2 separate regions of the Sus scrofa genome follow, and region 2 is linked to region 1. A link is a contact called in public HiChIP or PLAC-seq data. All regions are on one chromosome and are shown on one strand. Each heading gives the region's core, a stretch centred on a gene start, on an enhancer-like site or on the middle of the called end of the contact. The rest is flanking DNA. Distances are from core to core; before and after follow the strand shown. Region 1 holds the start of CCM2 (cerebral cavernous malformations 2 protein). Region 2 holds the start of PURB (transcriptional activator protein Pur-beta).

What was found. HiChIP or PLAC-seq counts read pairs in DNA pulled down with a chosen protein or histone mark.
Region 2: a contact with region 1 is called in an H3K27ac HiChIP or PLAC-seq map of alveolar macrophages. The contact joins the promoter of PURB here to the promoter of CCM2 in region 1. A contact is called at or near these places in 2 of 5 promoter capture datasets (fetal skeletal muscle and liver), 7 of 47 Hi-C or Micro-C datasets (blood, fetal heart ventricle, fetal skeletal muscle and 3 more) and 2 of 2 datasets of contacts at active chromatin or transcription factors (alveolar macrophages and skeletal muscle).

Annotation. Positions count from the first base shown.
Region 1 is chr18:50,448,340-50,455,438 of Sscrofa11.1, reverse strand. It overlaps CCM2 (cerebral cavernous malformations 2 protein), which reads left to right and starts at 4,997. Exons shown (of 10, transcript XM_021079071.1): 1 at 4,997-5,449. The coding sequence starts at 5,420. It overlaps LOC100739791 (a long non-coding RNA gene), which reads right to left and starts at 4,927. Exons shown (of 6, transcript XR_002340445.1): 1 at 4,913-4,927.
Region 2 is chr18:50,508,564-50,515,288 of Sscrofa11.1, reverse strand. It overlaps PURB (transcriptional activator protein Pur-beta), which reads right to left and starts at 5,279. Exons shown (of 1, transcript XM_013985807.2): 1 at 1-5,279. The coding sequence starts at 5,107. The coding sequence ends at 4,181. It overlaps LOC106506854 (a long non-coding RNA gene), which reads left to right and starts at 5,457. Exons shown (of 5, transcript XR_002340473.1): 1 at 5,457-5,548; 2 at 6,060-6,194.

The DNA.
Region 1 (7,099 bases), core at 3,748-6,247:
GAGAGGGGAAGTAAGGACCACTTGCAGACTGCTGCTTTCTCGAAGTGCAGACAGTTTAGTAGTTGGTTCACAGACATTTCTGTGCACCAGGTGGGGGCCACAGAGCAGGCTACGGAAGTTACTGGAAAGCAGTGATCCCGAAAAAGGACACTGTTAGACCCCTGTACAGCTGAAGTGTGGCCTTGGGAGAAACAGTGTTGCCCACTAACATTGCAGCTGGCCTGATGTCTGTTCTGAGAGACTGAATATACAGGCAGACTATGGTCTGACCGTTTGTAAAAATAGAATTCTGACCCATAACCTGCAGCAGTCAGCCCAGGGAACCTAGCCCTTGTCTCGGCAGCCTGCCCAGGAAGCCAGCTGCTGTGAGGCAGACTTGGGGGAAGTCAGAATGTTAACTCTAGTGACAGTTCAGGAAGCCACACAGTAAAACCTGTCACAATCCAAACAAGCCACATGGCCAGAACTCGTTCAATAACTGATGGCTTCCCTGGTTTTTCCCACTTCTAAATTAGGACCAACTGGAGAAAGCCATACATGCTCCCTCAACCTATCACATGGGCTACCCCGCTTCCTTTTTTTTTTTTTTTTTTTTGTCATTTAGGGCCTCACTGCCTGCATATGGATGTTCCCAGGCTAGGGGTCGAATCAGAGCTTAGCTGCCAGCCTACAGAGGATCTGAGCCTAGTCTGAGACCTACACCACAACTCACAGCAACGCCGGATCCTTAACCCACTGATTGAGGCCAGGGATTGAAGCCGCAACCTCATGGGTGCTAGTCAGCTTCGTTAACCGCTGAGCCACGACGGGAACTCCAAGGCTACCCCACTTCCAGTGAGCCCAACTGCTGCGTCCCTGGGCCCTGAAGGCCACTTTTTCACTAGAAAGCTCTCCCACGGCTCTGCTTGCCTTCGGGTCTCTCTCTGCCGCATGCAAGTGACGGTGGCTGACTCCTCCCTAGAGCCAGCTCTGAGCAAATAGGCTTTGCCTGGTCTCATCTAGGGGGTCCTCCTTTATTTCCAAAATTACCGTGATCTGATTCTTAGTAGGTAGAATTTTACTTGGAAGCCTGGATGTGTGTATGTGGAGAGGAGGCAAAGGCATTCAAATGGACAGGAGCAGCCTGAGGAGGCTCAGCCTAGGGTCAGCCAGGCTGTGAAACAACAGAATACGGGAGTTCCCCTGTGTGGCTCAGCAGGCTGAGGATCTGGTGTTGCTGTAACTGTGGCATAGGTCACCGCTGCGGCTTGGATTTGATCCCTGCTCAGGGAACTTCTATATGCTGAGGGCGTGGCCGAAAAAGAAAAAAAACCAAAACAGAACCCCCATACTGGTCTCTGTCCCCGTTGCTGGCATAGAGCTCCCACATCCTGTGACAGCTCCTGGGTGAAAGGAATGTCTTTGTTCTGAGTTGATGTAAGTTGGGCTCCTGGATGGTGTCTGGATAGAAGCTGGCCACCAGAAAGACCGTGATTAGAAGCTTGGAATTTTCAGCTTCACCCTTCATCCTCCAGAGAGGAAATGCAGTTAATATTCAATCATGCCATGTAAACCAACATGATTTCAAAGTTTTTAAACAATTTAAATAAATACCATTACTAGGAAAAAATAAGATCATGCCTATATGATGAAGTCTCCATAAAATTCCAATAGTTAGAAGATCTGGGTTGGTGAACACATGAAGGGGCCAGAAGAGTGTGGTGTTCAGAGCAAGCCCCTTCCCACACACATCCCCAGGCATCTCTCACTTTTTTTTTTTTTTTTTGGTCTTTTTGTCTTTTAGGGCAGCACCCTCGGCATATGGAGGTTCCCAGGCCGGGGGTCCAATCGGAGCTGTAGCTGCCGGCCAACACCAGAGCCACAGCAATGCCAGATTGGAGCTGTGTCTTCGACCTACACCACAGCTCACGGCAACTCTGGATCCCTAACCCACTGATTGAGGCCAGGGATCGAACCCGAAACCTCATGGTTTCTAGTCGGATTTGTTTCCACTGTGGTCCAAGATGGGGAAATCCCATTTTTTTAAAAAAAACTTTTCGGGGCTGCTGGTGTAGCATATGGAAGTTCCCAGGCTAGGGGTCAATGCCACAGCCACAGCCACAGCCACACCAGATCCAAGCCGCATCTGCAACACAGGATCCTTAACCTACAGATCGAGGCCAGGGATCAAACCCACATCCTCATGGGTACTAGTTGGGTTTGTTTCCACTGAACCACGATGGGAACTCCTAGGCATCTCTTTTATCTGGATCTTTGTCATATCCTTTTACAATGAGCTGATAAACAATAAACTATTTTTCTGAGTTTTTGTGCCATTCTAGCACATTAATTGAACCCAAGGAGGAGTCCTGGGAACATTCAGTTTACAGCTGACTGGTCAGAGGCAGAGGTAACAACCTGGACTTTTGTTGTCATCTGAAGTGGGGAGCAGGGCAGTCTTGTGGGACTGAGCCCTTGACCGGTGGGATCTGATGCTCTCTCCAGAATTGAGTTAAAGTGTAGGACACAGCTGGTGTTGAAGAATTGCTTGGTGTGGGAAAAATGCCCACACATCTGGTGTCAGAAGTGTCAAGAGTGGTTGTCGTGTGAGAGTAAGGAGAAATATAGGAGTTGAGTGAGTTTTTCCTAAACCTAGGTTAAGGGAAGTTTTAGTAGCGTTATTTACAGTGTTACAGAGAGACAACTATGGAAAGGTACATCAGTGGAAGATCTTAAAATATCAGACCAATGTTCCGTAGTGGTGGATGGAACAACCACTGAATGCACTGCGTTATTCGTGTCTGTGCATGTGGCAAGCTAAACTATTGCAGGAGGGAGACTGAAAGGTCATTTCCCACACTTCTGCTTTATGTACCCAGGGACTGCAGTACCTAATGCCTTTAGGGAGTGCTGGGGACTACTTGTTTCTTTGGTGTCTTTATCTAATAGGGTCCAATCAGGAGACAAACAGTGCAGGAAGGGTTTAATACAGAGAATTACAGTAACAAGGGAATGGCTGTTAAAAGTGAAGGGAGGGGGAGGGATTAATTTGGAGTCTGGGATTAACATATACACACTACTATACATAAAATAGGTAACCAACAGGACCTACTGGATAGTACAGAGAACTACCCTCAGTATTTTTGTAATAACCTATAAGGGAAGAGAATCTGAAAACGAATATATATAACTGACTCACTTTGCTGGATGCCTGAAATTAACACAACATTGTAAATCAACTCTACTTCAATTTTTAAAAAAGTTAAGAAAAAATGGAGAGAACTCTGAAGGCCACAATGATAGTAGATATAAGGGCAGCTACTATTCTGAGTGCTAAGCTTCTGAGGAATAACCTCGCCCCCTCAACCCCCCCAGGCTGAGGTCCAGCCTTTGGTAGAGAACAGCTCTGCTCAAGGAATGGCAGAGAAGTGCTGGCAGAACTTGCTGTAGTCCACCCTCCAGAGTGTGGGAAAACTGTTCCTGAAGGCGGCGTCTCGCCGACCTCAGACCACAGGGGAGCTGGGTGCTCCCGGCACTGGAGAGCCAGGTGCTTGCGAGAACCTGGAGCTGGAGAAGTTACCCTTGATGTAGGAAGGTGGGTGCTTTAGAGGCCTCTTTCTGCAGGTGCTTTTTCAGAAAGCTCACTGGAACCAGGCAGTAAAGCTCCTTCCTCCTGCACTGCCTCCCTGCAGTTTCTACCCGCAAAGCTTCACACTGGGCCGCCTGGCAAGGGAGGACAGCTCAAAGGGCCCAGCTCCATCCCACGATGGGAGCCGAGAGAGAGACCATTGACCCCTGGCACAGGATCTAACACTCTAAAAAGTTAACCAGTCGAGACAAATATTGTTTTGTTTGGTATCAGTTTACATTTTAGTTGAACAGCAGGGTTCTTACTGGCAGCTGTTTGGTGGCAAAACAGTGGGCCTGCTGCTGCTGACTCCACTTCACAGTGTGTTTTGGGCAAACCATCTCTCTGGACCTCATCGGTAAAAGGTGGCTGTTATTTCTAGGTGACTATTAAGGTTCTGTGTGTGGGAGTTCCCTTTGTGGTGCAGAGGAAACCAATGCGACTAGTAACCATGAGGTTGCAGGTTTGATCTCCGGCCTCGCTCAGTGGGTTAAGGATCCCGTGTTGCTGTGAGCTGTGGTGTAGGTCGCAGACACAGCTCAGATCCTGCGTGGCTGTGGCTGTGGTGTAGGCCGGCAGTTGTAGCTCCATTTCGACCCCTAGCCTGGGAACCTCTATGTGCCATTAAAAAAAAAAAAAAGGTTCTAGGTTTTATTTATTTATTCATTTTGTCTTTTCTAGGGCCGCATCCGCAGCATACGGAGGTTCCCAGGTGAGGGATCTAATCGGAGCTGTAGCCGCCAGCCTGCACCACAGCCCCAGCAACACGGGATCCGAGCCACGTCTGCAACCTACACCACAGCTCAGGGCAACGCTGGATCCCCAACCCACTGAGCGAGGGCAGGGATCGAACCCTCAACCGCATGGTTCCTAGTGGGACTCGTTAACCACTGAGCCACGAAGGGAACTCCCGTTCTACATTTTATTCTGGTAGGGTCCGGACGTACTCGCTGTTGCATTTAAACTTTCCCAACGTGTTTGTCTAAGGAAGGCTGACGCTGAAACACAGGAAGTCTTAGCAAAAAGTTTCACTGCACCCACACGAAAGAAGGGCAAAGGGAGAAAGGAAAGGGAGTGGTCCTGTGCCCCTTCCCCGAGGCCCCGCTCCTCGAGCAGCCCCGCCCAGGTCTTCCCGCCTTCACCTTCCTGCAGGCCCCGCCCTCCCACTCCCGCCAACCACTCCGGTCCGCAGCCCCGCCTCCGATGACCGCGCCCCCTCTCGCCAGCCCCTCCCAGAGCCCCCACACCCCCACTTCCCGTCCTCACCTTCCCACAGGCCCCGCCCCTCCCGCCGGCCCCGCCCACCGTTTCTTGGCGGCCTGAGCCTAATCTGCTTGAGCGTGAGGCAGGCTGGGAAGTTGGCTGCCCAAAAGATGGCGGCAGAATTGAAACGCTGGAGCCGCTCGTGCGGCCCTGAGGCGCCGGGCTTGTGGGCGCGGGCTGCAGGCCCTCCCTGAAGGGCGTGGGGTGGGACAGGGGCGCGACAGGCGCGCTCCCGCGGCCCTGAAAGGGGCGGGCAGGGCAGGCGCGTTCTCGGCCGCCTGGAAGGGCTGGGGGCGGAGCGTGTGGGCCGAGGGGGCGTGCGCGCGCGGGGCGGGGCGTGGTCGCGGGGGCGGGGCTGCGCCCTCGGTCCGGAAGTGCGGGGTGCGGGGTGCAGGGCGCGGACGGCCCCTGGCGGCCGCGGGAGGAGACTGCGGCCAGGCTAGCGGCGCAGGAGCGGCGGCGGCCGCGGGGCCGGGGCGAGCATGTAGCGGCCGCGGGCGGCGCGGGGCTCCCGGGGCGGGCCGGGCCGCGGGGGCCGCTCGCGGCGACATGGAGGAAGAGAGCAAGAAGGGCAAGAAGGTGAGGCTGCGGGGCGCGTCCTCCCGAGGGCCGGGCGCGGGGTGGGCTGGACCCCCGACCAAGGCAGGAGGCTGGCGGAAGGCGGAGGGTCTGGGGCTGGGACTAGGGGGGGAGTGAGGGGGACGCGGGAGGGTCGCTCGGGGCCGCCTGTCGGTCTGCCGGTGCGGGGCGTGGGAAAGTCTGGTTTCGGGAGGTCCGTGGAGGGGAGTTTTGATTTGGGAGGTTCAGTGTGGGGAGGCGAGGCGTGGGGAGGTCCGGGACGGGAGTCTGGCGTGTGGACTCCGGCGTGGGGAGGCCAGGCACAGGGAGGTCCCGGGCGGGAGTCCGGCGTGGAGAGGCCCCAGGTTGGAAGTCCGGCGTGGAGAGGCCCGGAGGCACCCGCGGTTGGGGTGAGCGTGGCGGGCAGGCCAGGGCCCCCCGGTGGACAGTCCACGGTCAGTCCCGGACAGGGTCGTGGGAGTCGGTCTCTGCGCGATGGAGTACGAGGCGAGCCCCTGGACAATGGGGTTAGGTGGTCCTTTGCCGGCCGGGAGCGCGGGGGAGGAAGGAGCCACGCCTTTCCGCCCCTTCCGGTCAGTAACTCTGCCCCAAACCCAGGCTGTCCACATGGCCTTCCCCGCGGGTCAGTGACCAGGGGCTGCAGAGGAGCTGGCCCTGGTTATGGGCCAGAAAGTTTTCCAGGGTTAGTATCTTTGAGAAAATGGGGTGTACGGTAATGGAGAAACATTTGCTGCTGAGTTGACTTCAATTTTGGGGTATCAAGTAAAAGCAAAAACCGTGTTTCATGGTACAGCAGGCTCACTCACGGTAGGCCCGCAGAGGTCGAGTTTTGCTCTACCTAATCCCAGCTGAGTGATTTCAGTGATGTTATGTTTGGCAGTTAGATTTAGGACATAGTTCAAGAGGTTCCTCAGTCTGTGTAATTTTAAAAGTGTGGCTTTAATTACAGGCTAGAGTAATCGATAAACTCACCATTTTTCGGAGACAAATAACCACGTGGGATAAGCTGTCATCAAAATGGAAAATGGGTTTCAATGCAGTGCATCTTTTTCAAATACAGGCTTTATAATTGACGTGTCTTACCTATTATTTTCGTTTTGATAAATGTGTGTGCACTTTTATACACAAGTTTAATAAAAGACCTTGATAAATTCCGCGACCCTCTGCTTTTCAGAGGCAGCCGTCCTTGCGGCGATGATTACGCATCGCAGGGTGCCCCATTTTACTGAGGTATTTGAAGGGAAGTGCAGGCAGGTGGTCTTCAGAGGACTGTGTAATGCCGCTTCTCCCACCTCCTTTACTCCTTCCTTTCTTATGTTATCCATACACACGTCTGGAGTTCCCGTCGTGGCTCAGCGGTTAACGAACCCGACTAGCATCCATGAGGACATGGGTTCGATCCCTGGCTTCTCAGGGGGTTAAGGATCTGGCATGGCCGTGAGCTGTGGTGTAGGTTGCAGACTCGGCTCGGATCCCGCGTTGCTGTGGCTGTGGTGTAGGCCGGCAGCTACAGCTCTGATTGGACCCCTAGCCTGGGAACCTCTGTATGCTGTGTGTTCAGCCCTAAAAAGACAAACAAACAAAAAATACTCGTATCTAATTTAAGTGCAGTGTCAGTTGCAGTTCTCTACAAAGATGGTTGAGGTCTGG
Region 2 (6,725 bases), core at 4,030-6,529, 60 kb before region 1:
AAGGTAGACACAGACCAATAGTTAGCTTTTAACACCTTGTGTAGAGCACACTCTACCCCCTGTACAGCCAGTCAAGGTTACATTTAACAAAGCATTCTCAGCCACTATGTAGCGCCTGAAGTGTGCAGCCATTTACAGACCACTCAATATGAGGGCATTAGTATAACCAGCCTCTTCTGCCCACAACCCTGCATTGTCAGATAAGCCAGGATAATTGTTTTGTTTTGAGAAAACTGAAGCTTGAATCTCTTAAAAGACCTGCAATTTATTGCAAAGTGACTGAGAGGCAACAAAGGAAGCAGCAGCAGGTCTCGGCCGCCTCTGCACCAAAGCTCCTCAATCACTTTGCAGTAAATAATTATGGAAAGTGAAGCGACGTGTAGCCATGTGTGTATCACAACTACAGTCATTTAAACCACCTACATGCCTCCCACAGTAACATAGGGTGTCTGGGTTTTTGGTTTGGTTTTCACTTTGATTTTTGGTGCCATACAGATTTGCATCTTGTATTGCGCAGCATTCGCACAGAAAACTTTCTCTGCTGACTAGAACTGCCATTCGACTTGAATGATAGGTAGGGACAATAGAAACCAGAAAGGAAGATCTTGTCACAGATTTTTGCCTTTTTTTTTTTTTTTTTTTTAAGCTGTGCCTGTGGCATGGGGAAGTTCCTGGGCCAGGGATTGGACCTGAGTCTCAGCAGCGGCAACGCCAGATCCTCAACCTGCTGAGCCACAAGGGAACTCCAGGTTTCGCTCTTTTGATTCTGTTCCTAAAATTTGTTTTCTCCTGTGACTGCAGTAGTTTGAGAAACAAACATTCCACCAACGACCCGAAGAGGGAATTTTAGTTCCCTCCTTCTTAGGAACATGACTGTTTTGAACACGTGATTAGCTGGGATGTTTGCCAAGGTTGAAAAACAGCCCTAAATCACTGTTCACAGTAGAGGGGGAAAGACAAAACCAAAAAAATTGGTTTCCCATAGTCTGTACCATGCCGTTTGCGGAGGGGAATCCCTTCCTTTAGTAGCAATAGTCAGGAATGCGTTCTGAGAGACAGCCTGTCCACATCACCTTGCTCAACGAACCAACCACAAGCCACAAGTGTAGTGTCTGTGCTTGGCAGCGTTCTATCGTCCCCACTGACTGGGATGAGGATCAGTGAATGCTACAATTAATCCACCTCCTCCAGTCATCTTCCTGCAGGGAGAAGAGGCCAGGACCCGCCTCCTGCAGGAGAAACAAACCTCTGAGATTGGTTAAGACTGAAAAACCCACCACTATGACATTTACCACTTAATCTTACATAGGCAGGTCAAAATTTTAATATAAATTACTTTTCCAACACATAGCTTATGCATTCTTTGCTCCTTTTTTTGGAGGATTCTCAAATTGATATCTAAAGATTTACATATGATATATTACTGTTATATGGTCTAATGACTAAGAAAATTTCTCTGGTAACCAAAGCTGATGCCATATATGGCAGTGTTCTTGGCATACACTCTATATGCCTCAGACCACTTCCACATTCTTTCTATTCAGCTAATTATAGCTTAGTAGCCACTGGTGAAGGATTGTGAAGACCCTGTCATTTCTACAGAATAGAAAGGCAAGGCTAGTTACTGCAATTCAGCCAAACAAAAAGAAAAGAAGAAAGAATAAACCAACCCCTTAAAAAGGAGAGGTACTGCACCTTTGCAAAATTGAACTGGCTCACTGCAGCTGAGCAAGAGAACCACCGCTGAAGCAAGAAAACAAGTTGGTCTATACAGGAATTATACATGTTTTGAAATCGAAAAAGTGACAGCAATCAACTAAGAGCTGCAACCTTGATTTTTCATTGCTGCCTCAGAGTTCGAAACTTAAACAGTTTCTGCAAGCCTACTAAAGCTAGCTTCTCAGCTCCTTTACTACTAAAACTATTGAGGGATTTGTTCTCCGCAGCAAAGAAAGAAACACTCAAAACACATAGGTAAATACAGCAGGACATTATTGAAAACAGCTGCCTTGTAGTACAAAATACAGTACGAGTATACAGATGTCATTAAAACATCAAAAATACTATTGCTCCCATACAATTTAGGAACCATTCTTTGCAACGGAGAAAAATTTTAAAAAAAGAAAAGCCTAAAAAAAATTTGTTTAAAAAGTCTACTGTGGATGATGAGAGTAGAGAAATAGTCTGAAAAGGGCACCAATGTTTGTGGCTCTTCCTTTTTTAAAAAAAAAAAAATCTAAGATCAGTGATATTCTGAATCAAATCTAATTTTTTTAAAAAGCCTAATTTTATATACACATTTCCCTCCCTCTCAGCCACAAGTCATGAAATTGACCTTTTTGTATATTACTTATTTCACAATAAATACAAAAAGATTGTATAGATTGAATAATACCAAAATAAGATAATAAAAGGGGTATGCAATAAATTAAAAGGCAGCTCAAATAAAGGGCAGGCATGCAGTTAAAAAAAAACAAAAAACAAACTTAAGATTGTGGAGGTGGGGTTACTTGCCTCCTGGTTGAGAAGGTGTCACACAAAGTATACCTGAAAACTTTGGAAAGAACATTAGCTCCCATTCAATTCAAAGTTACCTAGGTCTATAACATTTGTAGGAATACCTTTGGATGGGGTGGGATTAACTTGATTAGTAAAAATCATACTGAAAATCCATTTAAAATATAGAAGAGGCGATCCTTGAAAACCCCAACTTTTATTCTTGAAAGACAGCTGGATAAACTGGCAAAAGCCAGTTTGTTGAAATCGCAAGATGGTATAAAAATGCTTCCAGGATATAGTCAGCATATTCACGTTCACTTCGGCTCCATCCAGATGGATTTCAGCTTCCAAAGGGCACGCTGCTTGAATCACTCATCCATCATTTGCCAACTTTGATTGTGAGGTACTGATACAACGGATCAAGTTCTTAAAAATTTATTTTAAAAGAATAAATGATGCTGGAATTCTGGACCTGAGGATCTTTAGTATTTGAACAAATCCACAGACTAAACTGAAGGTAGATGAAAACTTCAGTTTTGGTTACTTCCAACTTTTCTGTGAGGACGTATGTTCCATTAAAGCTCAGGCTTGTAGCCAAACTGTTCCTTTTGTAGCTATCTTCAAGTTTTATGGTTTAAAATCCAGCCAACCAGTGGCCGAAACAGCCGAATTAGCCACAATTCACTGGCTCACGCGGTGGAGCCACAGGGATCTGGCTCTCATTCACATCTAAGCCATTTCTCGGTAATGACCTCCATATTTGGAGATCGGGGAAGAACTTTAGTGAGCAGCAACCAATCCACTCAAACAGTTTTCCTTGTGCTTTATGTCCGATTTCTTCTTGTGCCTACCTCAGCAACCCCCCATGCAAAACTGCTCTTCTAGCTTTGAAAAAAATTTGCCAGCTTTCAAAATATTATAGTAACGGCTTCTAGTTCAAGGAGTGATATCTGAATCCATTTGCATCCCGGAAAACAATTCTGCAAAGACATGGGCCTTGGTTCAGGTCCCATGCAAAACCATGTGAAACAAAATGGACCCAGTTTGTTTCTGTATTCCCTGGTGGCTTCACGAAATGATTTTGCCCTGTCTGTGGTTACTTAGTTGCTCCTCTTTAGGAAACGTGTACCCTCAGAACTGGGTAACTGAAAAGGCCTCTCTCTTCACAAGAATTCCATGAAGATCTAGGTTCAAAACGCTGACTTCAACGGAGGTGAAGGGATAGACACGGCCAAAGTGTGGTCTGGAAAAATCTTCCCAACAGGTTACCCAGGTACAACACAAACTCAACTGTCAGCAATGGGTCTGGGTAACTCGAAGGTGTTCCTTGGCCAATGTGCAAGGATCTGACCCACCCAGGGTTCAGGAACCTCAGCTGGGAAGCAACAGAAGCTGAGACTGTTTTGCTCAGGTGAGGAGACGCTGTTGTTTTGTCTTCTCTCCTCTCTTTGCAGGTTGCTGTCAGTATCTTGGAACTTCACTGCTTTTCGCTAAGTGTCCGTGACGGTTCTCTTCTGGTTACTTCTCTTAATTAACTATATTACTTTAAATTTTGTTTTCTCCCTCTGGGGCCTCCCTCGCTCCCCCTCCTCTAGCTCACTGGGGGATGAACAGGAAGGGGAGCTCTCTAGCCAAGGGGACGGTGGTGGGGTGGAGAGGCCCGTAGGGAAAGCTGCGCGTTTCAGTCCTCATCCACCTCCTCTCCCTCCGACTCGTCTCCGCCGCGTCGCTCATAAAGCTTATCCCTCTGCCGCTCCTGGATCTCTTTCATCTCATCCGCATACCGGCAAAAGGCGCCCCCGAACTTGCCCCACGCCTTGAAGGGGACGGTGATGGCGTTGCGGTAGGAAGGCTTTACCTCGCTCACGCGCAGGAACACTCCGTACTTGTTGCAGCCCACGTCGAAGAAGAAACGCTTGGAGTCCACCGTGATGGAGGTGCCTTCCGGAAGCTCTCCGTAGAGGCCGCCCCCGGGGCCCCCGGCGCCGCCGCCCGGGCCCCCTGCCAGCTCGTCGTCCTCGCCGCCGTAGTCGTCGATGAGCTTGGCCAGCGCGTCGCGGAACTCGATGAGGCCCTGCGCGGGCAGCGCAATGGTCTGGCCGCTCTGCAGGCCGCCGGGCCCGGGGCCGCCGCCGCCGCGGTTGACCGTCTGGCGGATACGCAGGAAGCGGCCACGCTGGTTCTCCTTGAGGTCCAGGTAGTACTTGCGGTTCTCGCGCACCAGGAACTCGCTCTTGAGCGCGCGCCGCGGCCCACCGCCCTCCTCGGCGCCCGCCGCCGCTGCCACCTGCTCGGGGCTGCTGGGGCCCAGCTGCGCGTAGTGCTCGATGAAGTCGCCCAGGTAGTCGCGGAACTCGGCGGCCACCGCCATGGACAGGGTGAGGCGGCTCTTGGAGCCGCCCGCGCCCACCTCGGCGATCTTGAGGAAGCGACCCTTGGCGTTCTGCTTCACGTCCAGGTAGAAGCGTTTGTTCTGGATGTCCAGCCGCTTCGAGGCCAGCTCCTGCGTCTCCTGCTCGCCGCCGCCGCCGCGGGACGCGGGCTGGAAGCCGCCGGGCCCGCCGCCGCCGCCGCCGCCGCGCTCGCTGCCACTATCGCCGTCCGCCATCTTCTCGGCTTCCGCCGCCACCGCGCCCAGGCCGCCGCCCGCCGCCCGCCTCGCTCGCGCCCCCGCCCTCCGCCCTGCGGCTCGCTCTCCGGGGCCCCCCAGCCTCGCCCGCCGGCCTGCTCACGCGCTCCCGCTGCTCATCGCCGGCCGCCGCCGCCACCCCCCATCGCCCCCGCGCCCCGCCCCGCCACTTCCGGCGGGCCCGCTTCCGGCGCGCGCTTCCGTGACACCACCCCCGCCCCGCCCATTACGTCTTCGCTGCCGGAAGTGTCGAGCGCGGCGGCGGCGGGGCGCAGGGCAGTGACGTCACGGGGCCGCAGGCGCGGGGCGGAGGACCCGAGGGGTAGGCTGGGAAGGATCCCTGGGAAGCTTAAGGGTGTTGGAAATAGTGTGCGCTTGTTTGTGATGGTGGCTTCACAGATGTGCCAAAACCTTTGAAATGTACTCTTTGAATAAGTGCGGTTTATTCTAGGGAAATTATACCGAATACAGTTATTATTTGTAAACAGAGGAATTAAAGGAGAGAGGATGTTGAGGTCGTCTGCGTTAAGAACTACAACGGGGGAGTTCCCGTCGTGGCGCAGTGGTTAACGAATCCGACTAGGAACCATGAGGTTGCGGGTTCGGTCCCTGCCCTTGCTCAGTGGGGTTAACGATCCGGCGTTGCCATGAGCTGTAGTGTAGGTTGCAGACGCGGCTCGGATCCCGCGTTGCTGTGGCTGTGGTGTAGGCCGGCAGCTATAGCTCCGATTCAACCCCTAGCCTGGGAACCTCCATATGCCGTGGGAGCGGCCCAAGAAATAGCAAAAAGACAAAAAAAAAAAAAAAAAAAAAAAGAACTAAAACGAGTTTTATAGGATTGCTGGACAGTAATCTGTGAGTAATGTTTAGCATGATACCTGAGTTATAGTGATGCTCACTAAGTGTGGCCTCTTGCCTTTTTTTCCTATAGTGCCTGAAACATACATGATAATATCATCTTCACCATGACAACAACGTAAGAAAAAATGAAGGACTCAACTAAGCAGTGGTAGTGGGGCTGAAGCGCCTAGGAAGGAGTTAACTTTTATCAAATACCTATGTACAGGTACTGACAACCATTTTGCGCGGAAGAATTCGTGTGTCCATGTTCACGTTGTGTGGAGAAACCGGAATGGATTTAAAAATTGGTTCCCACTGTGGCCCATTGGGTTGAGACTCTGACTGCAGCCGCTTGGGTCCCTGCGGAGGCACGGGCTGGATCCCTGGCAGGGGCAGTGTGTTAAAGGATCCAGTGTGGCCTCAGCTACAGTGGCTGTGGCCAGCGATCAGTCTTTGCCCCTGAACTTCCACATGCCTCCACCCGCCTTAAAAAAAAAGTGCAAAGCATGTCTTTCCATGGGAGGAGGTGTGTGCTGAGAGTCACTCTACGTGGGTCTGAACCCCATTGTAGCTGTGAGGTCTTGCGCAGTTCAGTTCATCTCTAAGGTTCCGTTGCCTCGCTTGTTAAATGGGAGTAATTGTACCTGTCTTGTGGGGTTGCTCTAATGCACACAAAGCACATAACCTGCAACAAAGGAAGCACTTTCCAAGTACTTAATCACCCTTTTTCCTGTTTGGTAAGAAAGACCCAATCAAA